Regions from separate parts of the Sus scrofa genome. Here region 2 is linked to region 1. The links are chromatin contacts, called in public Hi-C maps. All regions are on one chromosome and are shown on one strand. The core of a region is the stretch at or near the end of the contact, and the rest is flanking DNA. Distances in the headings are between cores, read along the strand shown.

The links. Hi-C and Micro-C count contacts between places; a contact is called where the count stands out from the background.
Region 2: a Hi-C map of heart right ventricle shows a contact between it and region 1, with 5 times the contacts expected there. The contact joins the enhancer-like site here to the promoter of GATA4 in region 1. A contact is called at or near these places in 4 of 47 Hi-C or Micro-C datasets (embryonic fibroblasts, epiblast stem cells, fetal heart ventricle and 1 more).

What each region holds. Positions count from the first base shown.
Region 1 is chr14:14,886,035-14,893,953 of Sscrofa11.1, forward strand. It overlaps GATA4 (GATA binding protein 4), which reads left to right and starts at 2,619. Exons shown (of 6, transcript NM_214293.1): 1 at 2,619-3,234. The coding sequence starts at 2,619.
Region 2 is chr14:14,917,796-14,925,714 of Sscrofa11.1, forward strand. All of the region lies in intron 1 of GATA4 (GATA binding protein 4), which reads left to right. Among named protein-coding and RNA genes, the nearest start is that of NEIL2, 23 kb to the right of the region's middle. Within about 2 kb of position 4,121, at least 8 of the 83 cell types and tissues checked have an H3K27ac peak or open chromatin away from gene starts, as enhancers often do.

The DNA.
Region 1 (7,919 bases), core at 1,369-3,868:
GGCCAGATCTCTTATACGATTCTCAGGAGCTCAGCTTCCTCCAGGGTGGCCTGCACAAGGCTCGGTTACAGCAGCAGGAGCCTTTCAAGGGAGTAATTTCTTGTCTTAACCGAAAGGTATACAGTGGTATTTTCTCCACCTTCTATTATTCAGTAATCCAACTAGGAGGTAATGTTATCAGCCATTTAAAAAAGCAGAGAATGTAATAAAGACAAATGTTAGATTTATGGCATTTTTAGCGTTTACATTTTAAAGCTTGTTAAGTTAGCATCTGTATGTGTATTGGAAGTTGGATTACAACATTATAAATCTTCCTTTCCTGCAGCTATGTGAGAAAAGAAATTTAAGACATTTGTTTTAGAACTGCAGTATTCCAGAAAATACAATGAAATAGGTCAACTATTTGATTGTAAAATTAAATACTAAAATTTTTTATTAAGGTAAACGTATGCATTTACTTATTGAAGCCCAGAGGTTCTTATAGGTATTAATTTTTTGCCTTCATTTTCAAAGGTGAAAGTTGATAATCTCAGATCAAATTTTTTTATATCCACCCTTAAACCAAACTTCTCACTGGAAGGAAATGGCCACCAAACCAATAATTTATTGTATAGTTTTGAAAGCAGATAATAAACTATTTAATATTTAACATACTACTATATATTAGTTTTATTATCATTAGTAATGTTGCAAAAATAGTGAAAAGCATTATATAGTGTGTATTAGAAATTCTCTTTCCTTGTGCCTGTTATAAAAGTTTTATAAGACTGTGTTATAAGAGCTTTACATGTATTATTTTATAATCCTCACTCATAATGATCCTACAATATAGTTACCTTTACTATTTGAATTTTTGCAAACAGGAAACTGAGGCACAGAAAAGTTAAGTAAATCTAAAGTCAGTCATTAAGTGGCAGAGTAGGTATTAGTACATAGTTAATATCTTTGTAAATCTACTATTGCAATAAAACAGAAACCATTGTTAAGAGTAGCTGCCTTTTCTTAAGGAGAAAAATGGGCATAGGCTGGACAGCCTTAAACCCCTGAAGTCCCATAGATCCTGTCCCCCACTCCCTTTAATTGTATTTTGATGTTAGAGGAGTTTCAAAACTTTCTGATGCTTCAGTTCCCTCTTTGGTAAAATTAGGAGAGACACTTTTGCTTGGTGGAGTTGTGGAGAAAAATGAACTGAAACCAAGCAGGCGCTTCAGAATATGGAGCTCTTAGTTTTATCAGAAAAATTGCCTGGTGAAATCAAAACACAGGATGCAAGGATATAAGCAAGTCCTTCAAACTGTTCTTTCCCTGAAGCAGTTTCTTTGGTGTTCTGATCCCCTACACAGGTGGAGCAGTGATTCCATATGAAAATTCTATTCAGTGAAGTGGTATGGTCCAGTGAATACTGTAGTTTTTTGCAAAGTGACCCTCACTTTTCTCATCTTAATATCTAGTCTGCAAAATCTCCAAAATAAAACTGTTTGCAAGAAACGTGTGTCTTGTCTGATTTGATGTCTACATAGTGTATGGACAAGAGATTCCACAAACCTTTTCACCGAGATTTAGCAGACGCTGTGCTCATTTATAAATGTTTAGACTCTGCCTCTAGTTAAAAAAAAAATTGCGAAGAACAATTTCATACGTTTCTGGTTTTTATAAAGTTTGTCATTGTCTTCCATAGGCAATAAAGTTCTTTCATGGCCAGGATCAGTTGCGGAAGGGTAGGATAACAGAGATGAGCGAGATTTCCTGGGAACTAGGCACGGCAGGAAAACCCGAAACACTTGGACTTTTAAAATATTATAACAAGAATACGCTAGCAATAAGGTAAAATTAAAGTTCTTCCTAAGAAGCAATACAAAAAACAACAACAAAAACAAACCTGAGATCACAACAAATAGTTAGACGTCCAATAACCAAGAAGTCCCGTTTCTAAGGCGCCGCTCCCCATGGCGTCCCTCAGGTAACCAGACTCCATGGCCTCTGCAGAACAGCTTCCCACGGAACCGTGTGGCCTCCGAAGCTGGGCCCCCAAGACTGGCGGTTTTGTTTGCAGGGCGGAAGAAGCTATCAGGCTTAGGGGAAATGAGCTCCGAAAAATCCAGATGAACATTTTTCCCTCTATGTCGTTCTCCCTTAGGACCGCGGCTGCATCGCGGAGGAAAGGAGCCAGCCGGGCCCCTCGGCCTTGGAGCCAGCTTACCGCACCCTGCGCCCCAGGCCTGGGTGCCCTGAAAACGGCGGCGCCTCGCAGGGACCAGCCCGGCCCGCGTGAGACCGGCGGGAGCCCCACACCCACGCCCAGGCGCTTCCCTCCGTCTCCGGGACCTCCAGGCCCTGCAGTGGATTCGGCTCTTCCTTCACCACCCCTGGGAACGACCACAAATTCAATTTGGGATTTTTCTGAGTAAACCCGAGCTTAGACGCTTTTGCTGGATTTATTTAATACGTACATATTTTTTGAAGGATTTGTGGTTTTTTACCTTTGATTTTTGATCTTCGTTTTTGTGACAGCCCCTCGCCTGTACATTATTATTCGTATTTATATTTTTTTGTTATTATTTTCTTTCCCCGCCTTGCTTCTTGGCCCGAGGACTCGGACGCTGCGAGCGCGCGGGGCGATGTACCAGAGCCTGGCCATGGCCGCCAACCACGGCCCGCCTCCGGGGCCCTATGAGGCGGGCGGCCCGGGCCCCTTCATGCACAGCGCAGGCGCCGCGTCCTCGCCCGTCTACGTGCCCACGCCGCGCGTGCCCTCCTCTGTGCTCGGCCTGTCCTACCTCCAGGGCGGAGGCGGGGGCGCCGCGGCCGGGGCCGCCTCGGGCGGCAGCTCCAGTGCCGCGCCGTCGGGCGCTGGGCCCGGGACCCAGCAGGGCAGCCCGGGCTGGAGCCAGGCGGGAGCCGAGGGAGCCGCTTACACCCCGCCGCCCGTGTCGCCGCGCTTCTCCTTCCCGGGCACCACCGGGTCCTTGGCCGCCGCCGCCGCCGCCGCCGCGGCCCGGGAAGCCGCGGCCTACAGCAGTGGCGGCGGGGCGGCGGGCGCGGGCCTGGCGGGCCGCGAGCAGTATGGGCGAGCCGGCTTCGCGGGCTCCTACTCCAGCCCCTACCCCGCCTACATGGCCGACGTGGGAGCGTCTTGGGCCGCGGCCGCCGCCGCCTCCGCCGGTCCCTTCGACAGCCCGGTCCTGCACAGCCTGCCCGGCCGGGCCAACCCCGCCGCCCGACACCCTAATCTCGGTGAGTGCTGAGCGCGAGTACCCGGGCAGTTGGTAGGGAACGGGGGCCGTCATGATTCCTGTTAGGGACTTTTAATTTTAAACAAGTATGTGGGGGGGGGGGTGAGGAGAGGGTTGCGCGAGTTTCTGAGGAAAGCAAACGGGAGGACAACTTGGAGGCCAGGGCGATGGTGGCGGTGAAGGGCACAGCCCCCGGAGCCCAGTTATTTTAGGTGAGGGTGGGCGTGTCCTCTAGATCCTTTTCTGGAAGGGAGAGAAAGCTGCAGGGATACGGGTCTGAGTGCGTCCTCCGCGCAGCCCCAGGCCTCGGGTGACTGGGCCGCCGTGCGCCCCTCGAGCCCTCGGTGCACTGCGCTGCGACCACCGGGTTGCTGCGCCCGCTTCCTCCTGGCCCGGCTCAGAGCCCCAGCCCGGGACTGATTACAAGGCTTAGGCCCACGATCTTCTGGGCCATTTGGCATCCAAGCTGGAGGATACTTTGCGGTGGCAGATTTTCCGGTCGTGGATTTCACACCGGGAACAAACGAGGGACCAGAGGAGCAATGGAGATGGGTTGAACCGGGGCCAGCACGAGGTGTGAGGCGGGTGCCTGGGGGCCCGAGCGTGTTGTGACATTGTGTTGGTCGGTGGATGGAGGTGCCCAGGGCTTCGTCGGAAGCGTACCCTTGGTCGGTGTCAGAACACCGGAAGCCCAGAGCCGCTTCTTTATAATGTCGGACTTAAGTGGAGACTTTGCCGCAGATTCACAGTTGAGTCTCCTCTTGTCCCCGAGGGCTGGGGTTAGAAATAATCGTGCTGGGCACAATTTTCTATCTCCTTTGAATGTCAGACCTGGGAAGGACCGCAAGCCTGTGCCCCTTGCCCGGATTTACAGATGAACTGAATGAAGTACCAAGAAAGACTTCGGCGGCGCTTCTGGCTGGGAGAAAAAAGGGAAGTGGCAACTCGAGTTCAAAATGCATGGGACCTCTAGTCCTGTGGAATTTCAACAAGGGATGGGATCGGGTTTGGATGGACATGGCAGCTTTTGTCGCGGAGAGAAAGCCCAGACTTGAGAAACAAAGTTAACATTTATTGACTGCCTACTAAGTGCTAAATCCTTCCGCATTTGTTCTCACTTTGAAGCATCAAGCTTGTCCCTCCCAGGTCTCCAGTCTTGGGCTGGCTCGGAAAAGGGTCCAGGCTTTGAAGAGCTTTTAAGTTATCCTTTGACCCTGGGTGGCCAGGGAAGGTCCCCAGGGGTGTCCAGCCAAATACACATCCCAGGTAAACTGATTAACCGTGGATGTGGCGCCGGGGAAGGGGCCGTGGCTGTCAGTTTCCCCCTCCCCCTCATGGGGGAGCCAGACGGCACCCCCGGGGGCGGGGGAGGGGGGGCGCTCTGCCTTCCTGCCTGGAGCCTCTGGGGAGGACCTGGAGAGATAGCTCGGCCACATCTCCATACAATGGCAGCTGGAGGTGGGCGTGTTGGGGGTGAGGCGTTCAGGCCCAGCATTCTTAGAACTCTCCTGAGCTCTCTCCAGAACTCTCTCTAGAACTTCTGTTTTAAAATAGGGAGGAATGGTCCACGTAGTTTGACTTCTTTTACCTTAGGAGTGGGATGGGGGGGGGGGGTTGCTTTCTAATCTCTATAATCCTGGACTAAGAATTTGGTGTTTGCTTAGGGAAAAAAAGAGAAGCTTGAAATCCGAAGATAGGGGATACTTTGTGATCATGAGAGTTACAGTCACAACAATGTAAAAAGAAAAATATACTGTGTAAGGGAGTTCCCCTTGTAGCTCAGTGGTAAGGGACCCAACTAGTATCCATGAGGATACAGGCTTGATCCCTGGCCTCTCTTAGTGGGTTAAGGATCCAGCATTGTCCTGAGCTGTGGTGTAGGTTGTAAACACCATTGGATCTAGTGTTGGCTGTGGCTGTGGTGTAGGCCCAAAGCTGCTGCTTGGATTTAACCCCTAGCCTGGGAACTTCCATATGCCACATCCGTGGCCATTAAAAAAAAAAAAGATCCTATGTAAGGAGTGCACACAGTGAACACTTAGATTCTAAAATGTAACCATTGAGACGGGGGTTGTTGGGAGTAAGTAATGTTTCCCACATTTCAGTGTCAACAAACGGCAGGATGACCTTTAAGGAGAGCCTCCTTGCTGAGAAGTGTGATTTGTCTTCCTGATGTCCTGGGCTCTGTCCTGCTAGTTCAGAAAGTCCCACCTGAAGACATCCTTTGGGTCTGGTCATTTTTTAATGTGTAGGCTATGAAAGGCTCCGCATTTTCTATGTGAGGGAACAGGCATGTTGAATTTGTTGGCATTCACATCTCCAGTTTGTTCTGAAGGTGGCACTTTCAGAAAAGCAAGTTAAAAGCAGTGCATGCAAATGTGCTTTTTCTATGTTCCGCCTATCACATGGACTTTCCTATAAATGCCTGGTAGCTTTATCAAGAACCACCACTGGCATATTCACTGATGATGAGTGTATCCATCATTAGAAGGATGATGATAAGTGATTACTGATTCCATGGTATTATTGAGAGCTTGCTGTGTGGAGGTGCCACCTGGTCCTAAGACAACAATACAGTGTGGGGCATGACAAAGGCAAACTATGGTCTTTGCTTACCTCTCTCAGCCTCTTCTCTTTTTCTGTAAAATGGGATAGTCATAACTACTTTTAGTGTTGTCTTAATTAGAAAAATAAGGTAACATTTGTGAAGTACTTGGCTTTGGCACCTCATAGATGATGGATATTTTGTTTAACAGCCACTCACTGTCACATAGAGGGACCAATTTTTCTGATTTTCTCAAAACTGAGGATTTTTTTTTTTTTTTTTAATGGTTGATGCTAAACCTAGGATAGTTCTCAACAAATGGGGATGTTTGGTCACCCCGAAGGTGAGTGAGTGACCCAGCAGTGTGTTATGGTTGTGAGCCGAGAGCAGAGGAGTGAGGACAGAGGTAGTGCCTCCCTCTGTCTAGATCTGGAAGTCTTCACCTAAGTGGTGTCATCTGCACTTGGCATTGAAGGGTGAATAGAAGCTTGCCAGGAAAAGTACCCTGCAATTTGAAAAAAAGAAAAAGGAAACATAGACCCTCATTTACTGTCACACTCTCTGGTTCCATGAAATAATACAACCCAGCCTGACTTTTGTTTAAATGATGTATTTCTCACTATAGATAAAACCACACAGACTAACTCACCCTTCGCTCAGAAACTGCTTTTAATTTCAATGAGAAAGACGAGAACACTTTTGTTTTTCTAAGACGTGTTAAGTGTTAGGATTAACAATAGTTAATATCTTGATAGAGTTCTAGTGTTGGTTATTGCAGTAAGGCAAAAATCAAAGTAATAAAAATGAACGGGGCCTCTGTAGAGCTCTGCTCTTAGGGTGGAAGGAATTCCTCTGCCTTGACTGCAGTGTATATAAACCTTAATTCATTCCAAGTTCAATATGAGCCCTGAAACAACCTTTGAATTAGTGAGTTAGGCTGCACCGATGGAATTATGTGACCTTCCTGAGGGCAGGTACAGAGTCTCATTCATGCATAAGTGCCTGGCACATGCTGGGCCCTTAGCAAATATTTCAGTCAATCTCCAGGAGGGAGTTGCCACGGTCTCTGGTCTCCAGGTCCTCTGCCAGGGTCAAGGGAGAGGCCACCTGGAGGGCCTCAGGGAGGAGGAAGCTGGGAGAAGGTTCTGGAAACCTTGGGAAACTACTGAAAGCACTTTCTGTTGGAGAAGTCACGGGGTGGGTAAGAGAGGGAGAGACTGTATAAATATCAAAGAGGCAAAAGCCTAATTTTGATTGTATTGAGCAGACATTAGGTTTGAGAGGAACACTTTTTCACGCAGGATTGTAGTTGTTGAAATGGAATGTGGGCTCTGGCTTGTCTTAATCATAATAAGCCCCTGGGCACTGAAGGTTCATGCTCAAGGAGCCAATGTATAGCCATCTGCCAGTGAGGCTGTGCAGGGAGGTCTTGCATTTCAAGGGCTTGGGTCCGTGGGGGCGGGGGGGGGGGTGTGTGTGCAAGGTAGCCGTGGCAGGGTATGTGGCTATCTCCTTTCAAGGAACCCGATCACAGTTGTTAACAAAGGCATATCAGTTTGTCAAAACTCCTGGAAATGTACTATTAAAATGGGAGTATTTTATTGTGTGTATATTACACCATAATAAAGTTGATTTTTGTACCAGTTAATGCTTGTAAATACTTAAGGCTGAAAAGGAAACTGGAAATTATATGTGAATGTGCCTTGAAGAAAATAGCATCCTGATAGATGTTATTGGAAAAACTATGAAAATATGTTTTATTATGGAATAACAATTCTTTTGGGTAAGAGAATAACAAGCAATTATAATATTTTTCAAAGGATCTCAACAATTTTGAATCATTTTAAGGGTTGGTTAAAAAATATAATGACACAACAAAATGCACGTATATCACTCAGTGTTGGCCAAATTGTTTCTTTGAAAGTATTGGCGTTTTAAGAGTTTGTTTATAATGTAGGTTTGTGGAAAACTCTGAAGTGCTTTCTAGGTCTTTTGGGGACTGCTTATCAATTAAGCCAGTTTTTCAGAAGAGTTCATTTATGTAGTGAACTTTGTGAGATCAACTCTTAAGTAGCTTGTTTGGCTAGAGAATGATTCGTCAGTCCTTGAGAAAACCAAAGTTGTTTAACTTTCCAGTTACC
Region 2 (7,919 bases), core at 2,871-5,370, 33 kb after region 1:
TTCCTTTTTTTTTTTTTTTTTTAACTACAGCTTAGTTTTCTTACTCATCCCCATCAGTGGATATTTGGGTTGTTTCCAGTGGTTTTGTCATGAAGAGCTTAAAAATATTTCTCAAAGTTCCTGTTGTGGCGCAGTAGTTAACGAATCTGACTAGGAACCATGCGGTTGCAGGTTCGATCCCTGGCCTCGCTCAGTGGGTTAAGGATTCGGCGTTGCCGTGAGCTGTGGTGTAGGTTGCAGACACAGCTCAGATCCCACGTTGCTGTGGCTCTGGCGTAGGCTGGTGGCTACAGCTCCGACTAGACCCCTAGCCTAGGAACTTCCATATGCCGCGGGAGCGGCTCAAGAAAAGGCAAAAAGACTACATACATACATACATAAATAAATGTTTTTCTTTTCCTGTCTCTCTTTTTGGTAGGGAGGGGGTCCTTTTGATATATTCTAATGAGTTATTAGAGCAGTTTCATCACTAGCAAGAGTGGGTTGATCTTTAGGAGTTTCTGCTGTGGCACACTGGGTTAAGAATCCAACTGTAGGAGTTCCGGTCATGGCTCAGTGGTTAATGAACCCGACTAGTGAGGACAGGGCTTCGATCCCTGGCCTCACTCAGCGGTTTAAGGACCTGGCATTGCCGTGAGCTGTGGGGTAGGTCACAGATGCAGCTTGGATCCTGCGTTGCTTTGGCTGTGGGTTAGGCCAGCAGCTACAGCTCCGATTCAACCCCTGGGAACCTCTATTTGCCTCGGGTTTGGCCCTAAATAGACAAAAGACAAAAAAAAAAAAATCCGACTGCTGTGGCTTGGGTTGCTGGAGAGATGCCAGTTTGATCCCCAGCACAGCAGGTTAAAGGATCTGGCATTGCTGCAGCTGTGATGGAGGTTAAAGCTGTGGCTCAGATTCAGTCCCTGGCTGGGGGAACTTCCATGTGCCATGAATGCGTCCATAAAAAAAAAAAACAGAGTGGGCTGATTTTTAATGCATTATGGAGTACTTTTCCATATCCACCCATTCAACTGTATATATTATATATACACATATTATATATGTATGTCTGTAGATAATCCTCTCAGCTGAATTATTATGTGTGTCCAGGAATGTACATCACAGTGGCCAGGCAGTCAAGTGGGCGAGGATCAGAGCCTACAGATTTTACTCCATCCTACTGGCAGGCCTGCTGCCTATTAGATACTTTAGGGCATTGGGTTTTGTTAAAATCTGATCAGTCAAAATGCGTTAAGTTTCTGTTTTGTGCTGAGCACTGTATGTGGAATGATTCAGCCGGAGAGCAGCATGGTGCTGACGAGGGCGAAGATCAGGTCACGAAATGTTGCAGAAGTTTAGGTGAGTCACTCACCATCGCTGGACCTTGGTTTCTTTCACTGAATGTCCCTGGAATCACCCAAACATCTCTTACAGCTTTCAAGACTGTCTGCCTGCATTCAGGAGCCTTAGAGCTGGCATGGGGTGGGGGGTGGGTAACCAATGATGAGGGGCTGTTCAGAGCTTACCAAGTCCAGAGAAGGAAGGGTAGGGTTTGTGCGTAGTACCTGGAGTCCAGGAAGTAGCAAACATTTCCATTGCTGATGCCTAGTCCAGGTTCCCGTGGCTATAGCTGAGCTGAGGGCCAAGCCCAGCCTGAACCAGTTAGTGGCCAACTAGAAAACCCAGCATTTAGAGTAATTGTTGCCTCCTTTCCTTGCATTCTGTATGTACCTTGTCTGGAAGTGGTGACACTGGGGAGCAGGGGACCAAAGTGGGAGGGAGTGAGTGTGGCGGGGCTGTGGGATTCCTACCTGAGTTCCGTCAAGAGTGGCCATACATCTGATTTTAAGCCTATTGTCCCAGAATAATTAGTAATAAGCACCTTTGCCTCAGAAGTGTCCCCATTCTGGATGATGATGATGATGAAGAAGAGAGTGGTGGTTACAGGTTTAAGAGGACACGTGGTGCCAGCAGGGTGTCTGCTGGATGCAGCAGCCAGTAGAGACCCAGGCTCTTGCAGCCTGGCTAGTCTTCACTCATGTCCGCAGGCTTTTCCCCCAGTCCCTGGGGAGGACTCCAGACAGCTCATTCACTGGGGGGTAATGGACAGGAGGCGGCGGCTGGGGGTGGGGTGGGTGGTGGGCAGAGGACGAGGAGACTGCTGGGCAAAACGGTGTTTGTAGAAACATTTCTTGTTAGAAGGGCAACATATCTCTTAGGGAGAGTTTTAAAATAGAAATCAAATGATAACACTATCTTTGAGTGTTCCCTCCTTTGCTTTTTTCATTTGCCCCTTTGAAGACGGTCTCCCCGCCCATGGATCACAGGTGGGAAGGGGCCACGGTGACCCTCTCCATCCAGGAGTCTGCGGTGTTTAACTTCCAATCTAGTCAATCAAGTCATGTTCTCAGAACCTAACGCTGTAGAACTTTTTTTTTTTTTTAATTCTTTACATTTTTTTGCTTTTTAAGGCCACACCTGCAGCATATGGAAGTTCCCAGGCTAGGGATCAAATCAAAGCTGTAGCTGCCGGCCTACGCCACAGCCACAGCCACGCCAGATCTGAGCTCTATCTGTGATCTCCACTACAGCTTGTGGCAACGCCGGATCCCCAACCCAACTGAGCAAGGCCGGGGATAGAACCCAAGTCCTCATGGATAGTAGGTGGGTTCCTTTCTGCTGCACCACAGCAGGAATTCCTAAGAACTTAATAGCCATACAGGAGTCAGTATCCTTCATGGACCTAACTTTGCACAATGCAGAAGGCTCGGGATGCCATCAAGACCAAGGGTCAAAAAAAAAAAAAAAAAAAAGCACCAAGAAATTTCTCCTGGACTCATGAGTGACCCTCTGCATCGTGGGGAAATCTTCACGCTGTAATTGTATCCCTATGTGTGGGGATTCTTGAAGGCCATGGAGAGGAAGGCTGGGAGGCAGCTCCCTAGCCGGTGTGCTGGATGAAGAGCATTGAAACAGATGTGCCTTGAGCTGCTTCTGTGATCAGATGAGCTGGGTCAACAGAGTATGTGCTGACCCTGGGCTTCTTATGGTCCTCGTGGTAACTTCTGTCGTGACCCTAGGCTGTCTTTCATGTACTAGTTTTCGAACTGTTCCTATTGACATTGTCTGCTGCTAGGGAAAGGATTGGGGTCCCTGACAGGAAGGTCTGCTGGCAGAAGCTGTGTGTTGCTGGGCCTGGGGCTAAGAAGCTAGCTAGTCAGTCTGGGTTGAAATCCCAGCTCTGCTATTTCCTAGGCAAGACCTGACTTCTCTGAACTCCAGTAACATTCCTTTTTGGGAGGCACCCTCCTACTCTGTCCCTGCTGTGAACACAGCCTGGATAGGAATGTACTAGATACTTGGGCGCTTGTAGATCTTCATGGGAGAAGCGACAGGATGGAAGACAGACACTTGACTCTCCCCACAGCTCCTTCGGTGACAGGGCCCAGCCGAGTCTTCACCTCATCTTTCTCTGTGGGATGTGTAATTTCTCCTGGCACATTAGGGGGAATTAACTCCTGGCAACATGCTGTAAATATTTTCCTCCAGTCTGTTAAGGCAAGAGGTGGTTCTTCAGCTTCCTTCCTTCCTTCTTTCCTTCCTTCCTTCCTTCCTTCCTTCTTTCCTTCCTTTCTCTCTTTTCTCTCTTTTTCTTTCCCTCCTTTGTTTCTTGGTTTTGGTGCTTTTGTTCCTTTCTTTCAGAGTATCTTCTTTGTCTTTTGTTTTTTTAACCTGGCTGTGGATTTACCTCTTACCTGAAGCCTAAAAAGCCAGGCTTCTAGGTGAATGCTGATGTTTTCTCTGTGTGTGTGTTGGGGTGGGGTGGAAAATCTATTTCCAGTGTAATTACAATATTCACCCGGAGAAAAGTTTAAAGGTCTGTCATATTACCCAGTGGCTATTAAGAAATGCAGTGTGCTGTTTCATGTTGGTTCTTCTCAGTTTCCTTGTTTGTAAATTTCTAAGCTGCCTAGGCTCTCTTGGCAGTGGGTGGGATGTGGCGGAGACTCTGCTTGGGCCGTGCGTTCTCTTCTGGGCTCACAGAGCAGCTCCGCTGGCCTGGTGGGAACTGTGCCTGTTCAGCAGGAGCTTCCAAAATAGGTGCTCTGGTCCTGCCAGCCGCCAGCGCTAAGCCCTCCCCGCAGTGACTGCCTGTCAGGCGGGCCTGACAAAGCCCAGAAGACTAAAGGCTCCAGAGCTGCCCCCAAACTTCGGGTTTGTTTGCTTCTTGTGCCCTAGACCCAGGCGCCAGCCTGGGGGACAGAGCCTGTCAGGAAGTCCAGGCACAACCTGCTGAACTTTGGATGGGACTCAGGACTGGGGTTCAGCAAGGGACTTCGGGGTGTTGCCTGGGACTTTGTTCTGAAACCCCTTTGGCTTCGGGAGGTCTCTGGGAGGCCCCTCCCCTCTTTGCCTATGGTCTCGATTTGCAGCCTTGCAGCGTTGAATCGCTGCCTGAGGCATGGGTGATCTCCACTGTGTTTCTGCGCCTTCTCTCCCCAGAGAGGACAGCTTGGGAGGTGCTGGTGGAAGTGGGGGCCAGCGCTACAGCCCAGGCACCATTGCAGTTGTCACATTGAACATAATTACTTGCTTTAAGTTGTATATCCCCAGCTGGACTACAACTCTGAGCAAGGCTTTTTACCCCAGTTTTATCTAATATATCTCTAAGTCCAGCTCTTACTACAAAGGCAGGTAGAGCAGACGCATGGCACATGTTTGGGCTCTGGCATGCCCACCAGCCACACAGATTCCAGATGGACTCGGCATGAGGGTGAACGAAAGGAGGGTTTCTCCAACCGGGCTCTGGCCCAAGACCTAGCTTCCCTAGCAAGTGGAAGCCCCTCCGAGGATGGAGGGCATGACAGGCAGCTCTGTGGCACTGACCCAGTGAGCTGGCACACGAGTGGTGGCACCCATCAGCCTTTGCTCTCTCCAGCCTATGGGAGGCAAAGCAGCTACCGGGAAGTGCCCACTGGGTGTTGCCCCCCCCATCCCCAGCTGAGACCTCTCCCTTCTCTCCCACCTCCCCTCTTTCCCTCCCCTGCCTTCCCCCTCCCGGCCCTGACTTGCTAGTCAGTGGGTGGGTTCCCCAAGATGGATGGAGCTGGTTGGGAGAGGTCAGGTCCCTGCCTGCGATTGTGTCACTTCTCCCTGGGGAAGTCAGGGTGGGATCCGTCAACCTCCTGGCACACATTTTTCTTCCAGGCACTTGAGTGGGAGTAGTTTGCCTTAATTTCTAGGAATATCCAAACTTAAATTGGAGGCAAAAGAAATCAGGCTGGGTTTGTTTGTTAAAAAAAAAAATTTTAGGAGTTTCCGTCATGGCTCAGTGGGTTACAAACCCAACTGGTATCCATGAGGATGTGGGTTTGATCCCTGGCCTCGCTCAGTGGGTTAAGGATCCCACATTGCTGTGGCTGTAATGTAGGCCGGCAGCTACAGCTCCAATTTGACCCCTAGCCTGGGAACTTCCATATGCTGCAAGTGTGGGCCCTAAAAAGCAAGAAAACCAAAATTAAAAAAAAAAAAAACAACAACAACAACAAAAAAAAACAAAAACATTTTAAATAGGGGCAAGGGCACAGTTCATTTTGTCCTTTGGTTGCTAAAATGATTGTGAATTACTCTTTCTCATGTGCAGCAGTTCCGAGGCTTCATAAGTTTATACAGTTAACCTGCCTCAAGTTCACTCCCTGCCCAAGTCCTGGGCCAAGTCTGAGAGTGATACACAGTTTACAGTTCTGAGAAAAGGTCAGACTCCCAAATCTCCTGGCTCTTTTATCAGCACCCCCCCACCCCAGTATCCCCACACCAAGGTTCTCCCAGGTCTTTCCCACTCTCTACCAACCCTCCAACACTAACAATAACCCATCACTGTTATCTCATTTGGTGTTTGCAAAGCACTTTACAGCCATTGTTGTGAGTTTTTCCTCTTATTTGCAAAGTACTTTACAACTATTATTACAAGTCTTTCCTCTGAATGTGGGGTAACACTGACCCACTTCCAAGAGATTCCCACTGCCTTCTAAGTGGTTGGTCCAATTCCTGCTTGGTGCCGCACATTGGGTGGGTGGGGCTTTCACAAATCAAGGCCATTTCTCTGCCCTTCCTCATTAGACATCAGGCTGAGAAACTGGCTTCAGGCTGCTGCCCACTTGTCTTCGGGAAGTTCCACCCAGTGCCTTTCTATTGAGATGGTTGTTCCCAAGGTTCACACCACCAGATGTTAGTGCTGGCGTGGGGCTCACAGCCTGTCGCCTCCTGCTTCCTCTAGACAGAGTGCTGAAGGTACAGGGTCTGAACATTCTCTCCTTTCTTCAGTCCAAGGGGGGAAATATATGTATGTGTCAGATGTATGAAGGTAAACCAGTTCCTTCCCCCGCAGTGTCCTGGGAGTTACTTGAGATGATCAAAAAAAGTTTTTATTTTGTTCTTATTTTTTTATCATATTTTTAAAACTAAGCAGTTATAACATTACAGCATGGTGTTTTTATTTTATTATTTTTTATTTTTATTTATTTATTTATTTTTTTGTCTTTTTGCTATTTCTTGGGCCGCTCCCGCGGCATATGGAGGTTCCCAGGCTAGGGGTCAAATCGGAGCTGTAGCTACTGGCCTACACCAAGGCACAGCAACGCTGGATCCGAGCCACGTCTGCAACCTACACCACAGCTCACGGCAACGCCGGATCATTAACCCACTGAGCAAGGACAGGGACCGAACCCGCAACCTCATGGTTCCTAGTCGGATTCGTTAACCACTGCGCCACGACAGGAACTCCAGCGTGGTGTTTTTAAAAAGAAAAGTCCACACAATTGATTAGCCTATTAGAAGTTCCTTTCTGGCGGTCTCAGATGTCCTCACAGTGTTTTGTGTGCTGCATTTTTCATTTAACTTGAGATGTAAACATTTTTTCTTTCTTGTTAATGGTGTCTTTCTCATAATCATTTACAATTGCGTCATGTTTCATTGAGTGGGTTGGATGACAAGACTCTGGTAGAAAATATTGAAACTCTGCCCATTTGGAGGTGTGGTGAGTTATGGGGAGACGTGGCATGTCTGATGGGGGCTTTTAGGAAGCACGGCCTTGACCTTCCATCCTTCTTTTGGTTGCTGTTGTAACACCTGATTCTTCGATGCAGGTCGGACTTCTGCACTTACTACCCTAAACGAGGTCTCTGCCACCTGAATACCCAATTTGATTAACAGATCACCAGCATTCTAAGAGTAAGGTTTCCTCTTAGCTCCTGTAACATCTACTGGAATGCTTATATAGCAGATGCTCAAGTAAATATTTGTTGGTGACAAAGACATACGTGCTGACCTCCAGTGCCTTTCCCTCGGTCTGTAAAATAGTTGGTTGACTGTGTGTAACCCGGCCTGTGTTGCAAATGAGAAGGAGTTTTTAAGGCAAGTTTCCTTGTTAGATTCTCAAGGCAGCATGAGGTCAGGATCCAGTAGGGAGACCAGGACTGCTAGGAGGGCTCCTGGAATGAGGTTCAGTCCCCCCCATGTAAAACAATGAGTGTTGGGGGGAAAGGGACCCTCCCCTCTAAAAAAGAGGAATGAGTTGAGAGAACTTTGTTTGTGCAGCCTTCTTTAGATGAACTGAAAAGAAGCTGGTTTGCTTATCTTTGAAAGGAAAAGAGTGTGAATCTTTATCTGTGAGAGGCACGTACTGAAATATGTACGAATGAAACGACGGAATATCTGAGATTTTCTTTAAAAAAAAACCCAGGATGGGGGCAAGTGGGGCAAGGTAGATATGATTGGTCACAAATTGTTGGAAATTGAGTGATGATTAAATAAGAGTTCATTTTCCTATTCTGGCCATTCTTGAATATCCTTAAAATTTTCCATGATTAAAAAGAAATAGAATAATTGGGTTGTGCCCCATTTGGACTGGAGAGGTGATCTAAAAAGCCCTCCGTCAT